Linked DNA regions of Sparus aurata: region 1 is linked to region 2. The links are chromatin contacts, called in public Hi-C maps. All regions are on one chromosome and are shown on one strand. Each heading gives the region's core, a stretch centred on a gene start, on an enhancer-like site or on the middle of the called end of the contact. The rest is flanking DNA. Distances are from core to core; before and after follow the strand shown.

Region 1 (3,222 bases), core at 498-2,997, 230 kb before region 2:
ATTCTATTTTAATGAAACCCCTGATGTGGTTCGAGCAGGTTATGTGGCTGCTGTGTAATCCAGTAAACTTGACAATAACAGAGATGAAGACTCGGCTGTTGTCATAATGCTTAATTACATTACATAACTGTATTCAATCATAGTCCATCATCCAGTCTGTTTAATGGTGCTATACCGCTGCACACACAGAAGAAGTATTTTCTTTTTGAATGTGACCAGAAGAGTGAAAAAACAAACATTAATATGATCAATATCTCTGTTTACGAGACTGTATGGCAGTTAGAAAAATGGCATGCTAATAGACAGCTGGAATTGGTTTCATTTTACACAATCTCATCTGCCTTTTCACACCATGAAATTAGTTACCCTGAGTTGCAACAAAGTGTGTGTGATGTCCTGTGAACCAGTAAACAATATTTATTTAAAGAATATCATCCAGCGTACCTCGTCTTTGCCCAGCAGTACTTTGGTGGAGAACGTTGGGGTGCTGATATCATTAGATCTGGAGTCAGGCGTGACAGATATCAATGTCCCAATTTTGCCGTACTGACTGAGGACCACGAATATGTAATTGCTGAACTCTGTGCAGACGACTTGTGTTGAAATCCCATTGACTTCTTTCTCTGTCTGTCTCGATCTGATAACAGGCTCAGGAGAAGACATTTTGCAAATCCTGGGGAAGAAAAAGAAACAGGAGATGGAACATGAGGATTACTTACAGAGCTGCAGCGCACTTTCATTTTTGATTATTCGTATTATTTGGGTTAATGCGACAAATAATTGTGTAAAATGTAATTTCCACAACTAAAGCCCAATTATTTCCTATCAAAGCCAATTACTAGCATATATGACAAAGAAAAGCACAACCATTTATTGGGAAAATAAAATATTTGGCTTTTTTTTTGTTAAATAACTGAAATACACAATATATTCACAAGGCAGTTTTCAAATAATTTACTGTCAAACAACTGATTGATTATCATTCTCTTTGTAAACATTTGACAAAATAATATAGACCACTGAAATATTTGTTTTCGCTTGCTAACTGGAATTAATGACATTGTAAATGAGTTTGATTCGTGCTTAAGTTACATAAGTAATAAGCAAATGAACAACCCCTGCAGCTGTCTTATTTTGAGACAGTGTTGTGTTGCATCTTTCACATAAGACATAATCGTTGCTACAAAAAAGATTAAACACGTAATACCCTGTTTATCTGCAAACATACGTGGATGTAATCTTTATTTGTCACGATTAAAAAGTTGGCTATATTTTGATACAGCACGTAGTTAGCTGCCAAGTAAAGATAGCGAACGCCAGAAGTCTTTCAGAGCTGTGTCTTAAAGTCCATATCCCAAGACTTAACGTTATTATTGTGTTACTTTCCGGTTGGATATTGAAAGTAAAGCTCCAGACAGATGATGCTCGACTACGGGGGAAGTACTGCCAGGCTGAGAGGCTAACGTTAGCTAAACAGCTACTGTTAGCTCCAGCTGTAATATTCACCGTTGACGTAACAATTATCAGATTAATAAGCGTCTGTGTAGAATAAAAAGCCTTGCTCACCCTGCTTCTTTGTCCTGGAGCAGTGTAAACCTTCTTTTGCACCGAGACTCTCCTTACAGCAACTTTGCAGTCGCTCTGTCATTCAGCCTCCACCACAAACAAGCGTGCTGCACCGGAGCTGAGCGTCTGCGCAGCTCTCTTTGCGCGATGACGTCAGTGTAGTGACGTCTGACTTCCGGGTTTGGTTCTGTGGTGTGTTTCTTTACAAGTCAACACAAGACTGAATCACTTTTTATCCTCAACACACCCATGATTGTTTCCGAATTAAAGGCTGAAGCAAGACATTTGTGGTTTTACATGTCAGTATTGGCAAACTTACTCTTACAGCTCCATATACATGTTACTAAATTAAATAAAGTTACATATGACTTCTTTTGGATTTGATTTTATTTCATTTCATATTTGATATAGCCTTTGTGATGTGGGTATCCATTTGTGTAATTTAGTCACTCATGATGCCTTTTTGTAATGTCTAATTGGATGAAATTGAAAAACAGAAAGCGAAATAAATGAAAATGCTCAATAAAATTGAGTGTTTTTTATCCCTTCCCCTTAAATTGTAATGAAAATAAATAAATGTTAGACATATAATGTCCTCTTGTTACTTGATACTCCTGAAATAATTGCAACAATTGTTACCATTTAAATTTGAATGGGTTTGAAAATGCTGAAAATGTTTCTGTCCATGGGGAACCTGCAGCAAAGTGTGTAAATAGTGTCTCAGAAAAAACATGTCATGAGGGTCTTTCACGGTTTCAGCTGAACAAAAAAAGTGAAATAATCCTATAAAGTTCATTTGTCCTTGACTTTGTCCTCCAAATAAACCTCCTTACATTTCACCACAAATTTACAGTAAGTGTAGCTGAATTTTCTGTTTTTACTTTAAGCCTACCGGAGACTTGAAGGGCACATTCAAGCATCTTTCTCTTTGTTTTTCTCATAAATAGTGTTCAAGGTTCCAGCATTGTTCACAGAGCATGTTTGTACTTAATCTGCATAGTCACTTTCCCCAAATGACTCTGATGAACCGAGGATGATTAGAATAAACTTTCCAGTATCACCACGAGTGAATTTCTTTGAGTTTGAAAATAAGCCGATCTTCTGCCCTGCTACATTTCAATCAATATTAAGTAAAAGAAACAACTCTTCCAAAGCAAGAAGCCACAGAAGCAAGAGGTTTTTAATTAAGTGTAAATGGAGCTTTAATTTTAGTGGCAGATAAACTCAGATAAACTACTTTTTTGTTTCTATGCCACGGCACAAGGGAAAAACAATGAATAGCGGCCACAGGAGGTTTTTTTGACTGCTGGTGACTGGCAGAGGGGAACGGAGTTTAAGAAGTCCATGAATTGTTAAATTTTTAGCAAGTGCAATGAAAACAAACTGAAAAACTGCTTTCAGAGCCTCGTGTTAGAGCCACATTCACATAAGCTGTACAAGGACAGTTTTGTAGGACATGGACTTTGGCTAGTGATTGGCCATCTACAGCAGTCCATCTGGCTTTTCAAGCTGCAGGAGAGGTGAGCAAATTCAAGTATTCTCACTGTTAACAAAAGTGCTTGCATGACATTTTTTTTTCAGGTGGATGTGAGGCTCCACTGAAGTCTGCAAGTGCTGCATCAGGCTGATCCAAAAGGAGCCATCCCTATGAACATG
Region 2 (3,372 bases), core at 570-3,069:
TCCACCAAAGACAAACACATTGTGATGAGTCTCTCGTGGTCCATCTCTCGGAAACCGCTGGCATTTGGCGCCATGTCGCTCAGGATGACGTGAGCCTGGCCGTCTGGGAGCAGCTCCAGCAGCTTGGCTTGCGTGGTAGGATCAGTGACGTCATGACAGGACAGGAAGTGGGCACCGTCCAGAGGTGGTATGTGCAGCAGATCAATGCCAACAACTGTGCCGCACGGCACCTCTGGATCTAGGATGCAGGAAACATTTCGTAATCAATAAGGAGATTTTTCAGTGGACATGTTACTTACATAGCAATATGGGTATATGACCCAAATCCACAGGTGATGAATTGCAGGTATTAACACACAAATATGAGCACAATGGGGTCCCGTTGTACGACTTGATAGTCTGTTAACTTTTTCTTCTTTCCCCTTCTAAACAAATAAATAAATCCTGGGAAAAAAGTTCAAGGTTGGCTGGAAAATAGCTCATAGCTAACTCATTCACCAATTGATGAATCGACCAGTCGTTGTAGCGCTAATTAGTATGAAAAACAGTTTGTAAAGAAGTTCAGAGGCCTTGATAATCCATCACATTAACACTCTGCACATACACCTACGTTACTAAGCAACATTAATACAACTTTGACATGTCATTATTTAAAACTGCAGCACAGCGATGTGGCTTTCTGAGTTGTCCCCTGCAATTAAAAAGTTTAATCAGCTCTGTCTCCGAAACAGCTCTTCACACCCTCACATATCCACTCTACTTTCACTGGTTGGCATCGAAACGGACTAGACTTTTTTTTTTTTTTTTAAGACTTGTCTGACGATGATTCATTCTGGTCTTTTGAATGTTTACTAAAGGTGAAATTCCCAAATTGCATTTCTTTAGATATTTGCAAGTCCGCAGCTTTCCCTCCAAACTATTTCCCTACATGTCCCACACAGCCCGAGTAACAATTTTGTATGTAAAATATTGAATCTGAATCCATTTGACAGGGGCCACTGTCTGTGTATGTATGTATCTGATGATATAAGAGGAAACACTGTTTGAATAAAGTTGTTTTAAAAAAAATAAGTTTGGTCAAATACACTCACTGCTGTATATATCATTAGAGATGGCATTGATAAAATACTATTGTAAATCTCAATGCCACCTTTTAGACTGAGGTTGTATTGTTGTTTCCAAACAAAATACCCGTACCTACAATATCACTGGCTTATAATCTTTGTCAGTGAGTAATAAAAGGACAAACTGATCACTTGATTATTATTATTTATTTTATTTTTTTTACTTTAAAATGGATTCTTCAGTATTATTTCTTCATCTACATGTGACTGCATGGGGGATTTTTTTAAATACATATTTTAAAGAGAGCAATACTGCATTGGTTGTGTCTCGCGCTCTGTCAGGGGTCTCTGTTATTTTGTCCACCCCTGATATTCTTCCTGTCTCACCTGTCCCGGCAGAGTTGACCCTGTGCACCGCCACCTGGCTCCAGGCTCCAGGTGCAGCCCCGCAGTCCACCACGCTGTGTCCGGGCTGTAAGAGCCGGAACTTGTCGTCCATCTCCAGCAGCTTGAAGGCGCTCCGGCACCGGAAGTTCTGTTGGTGAGCAGCCTTGACGTACGGGTCTCTGAGCTGCCGCAGCACCCAGCGCTGCCCGGCGGGAGTCTTACTGCTTAACTTCTTCATCAGACAGCACGAGGAGTGGAGCCCCCTGCTCTGGAGGCGCGACCACCACATTGTTTTGACTGAGAGAGAGGTCATGTGTAGCGTACAGCCAACTGCGCCTGCGTGGAACGACAACCCGCGATTGGTCAAAGACAAACTCTGTGCGTAACACATGTATATGTCCCCTCACTGTGAAGACTGACAATAGTTCCTACCTCAGAAAGTCAAGCTTGTTCCTGCGCATTGTAATATATATATAGATATATGGAAATTGTTTTCATGCATTAATCACATCATTACATCAATGAAGTAAAAACACAAAGTCAGAAATATGCATCTTTTCCATAACTGAATAAACAAGCTGTTCTCAAGGGAAAATAAAGTCCCCAGAACACTGAAGCAAAACAGTATTAAATGGTGTTGTCCTTTGAGGTCACGTTGTTTATTTAGTTTATTCAGTCATGAAAATGAAGAGAGTTTGTTTATAGTTTGTTTAGGTATAAAATAAATGAATAACATTTAAAAAGTCATTGAAAATCATTCTTATGACATATGTTGAATGTTTTTTTTCTTTTTGGATGTGTTTGTTGTATGTTTGCTACTTGCTGTGAAACAAATTGCCCCTAGGGGATAATAAAGACTCTTGAACCTTGAACCTTGAACCTTATTTCCCCAAACTACACAGTGTACCTATAAGGCCTCTATACCTCTATAGGAGGGGGAATAAAATAAAGTACAGTTTAATTATAGAACAAATGGTTACGATGTGGTTGTCGAGGGTTTCCATTTCTGTGAAAGAAAAAATACATTCCCGTAATAAATCATATTATGAAAAGGTGAAATGATGCATTACAAGGTCATAACTATAAAATAAGAAAAGTCCAAATATATGAAGCCTGCAGTTTCTAGTCGAACATATTTGAAGGTAACACAGTCAAAAGATCCTCCAAACACATGATGGGACCCTTCTGTCCGGGCTGATGTTGGTCAGACCGATCCGGGCTCTCATACGTCAGTGCGTCATGTGATCACGTCTGTGGCGCTGCACGCGGGAGTCCTTCAAAGTGTCTTATTAATCACTTCCCTCAGTTTATTTTTTTAATATCCGTTTTCGCGGTTTTTACCGGGTCACGTGCAGGCACAGTAACAGAGCAGACGCTGAACAGGTGAGGTAGTCGCTCACGGTGCTGTGTTTCTAAAGTTCGGTCGGGTCGGTGTTGACATTGTGTTTGTAAAGTTGTATCTCATCTCTTCCTGTCAGGCCGCTGACATGATTAGCCCCAAGCTGCTGACCCTGGTGCTGGTGGTCCGGCCCGGCAGAGTGCTGCTCGGCATGAAGAAGAGAGGGTTCGGGGCAGGGAAGTGGAACGGCTTCGGGGGCAAAGTTCAACAAGGGGAAACAATTGAGGAAGGTGCACGGAGGTAAAGTCATCACCTGGCTGTCTCCGTGAAGCTGCACTGCCCTGAGGGGGTGTGTGTGGTTCACAACACATCTGACAGAGTCTGAAGGGAAACAAGCAATAAAGCTGGAATTTTAAATTTAATATTATGTCAAACAAAGCTCTCCATCAACCATGTAGTTTTTAGAGAAATTCAAATTCAGAATTTTAATACTTTTCAAAATTAGCCTCTATTTTGTGTCTCTGCTCGGTAATGAGCAGAGTGCATCTCTGCAACTACAAGGTCTATTTGAATACTCAGGGC

Evidence for each region. Hi-C and Micro-C count contacts between places; a contact is called where the count stands out from the background.
Region 1: a Hi-C map of an unstated tissue shows a contact between it and region 2, with 3 times the contacts expected there. The contact joins the promoter of psmg3 here to the promoter of mrm2 in region 2. A contact is called at or near these places in 2 of 2 Hi-C or Micro-C datasets (skeletal muscle and an unstated tissue).

What each region holds. Positions count from the first base shown.
Region 1 is chr23:23,090,817-23,094,038 of fSpaAur1.1, reverse strand. psmg3 (proteasome (prosome, macropain) assembly chaperone 3) reads right to left here and starts at 1,747. Exons shown (of 3, transcript XM_030406498.1): 1 at 1,567-1,747; 2 at 445-673. The coding sequence starts at 663.
Region 2 is chr23:22,859,939-22,863,310 of fSpaAur1.1, reverse strand. mrm2 (mitochondrial rRNA methyltransferase 2) reads right to left here and starts at 1,819. Exons shown (of 2, transcript XM_030406591.1): 1 at 1,452-1,819; 2 at 1-238. The coding sequence starts at 1,764. It overlaps nudt1 (nudix (nucleoside diphosphate linked moiety X)-type motif 1), which reads left to right and starts at 2,602. Exons shown (of 4, transcript XM_030407156.1): 1 at 2,602-2,834; 2 at 2,930-3,090. The coding sequence starts at 2,939.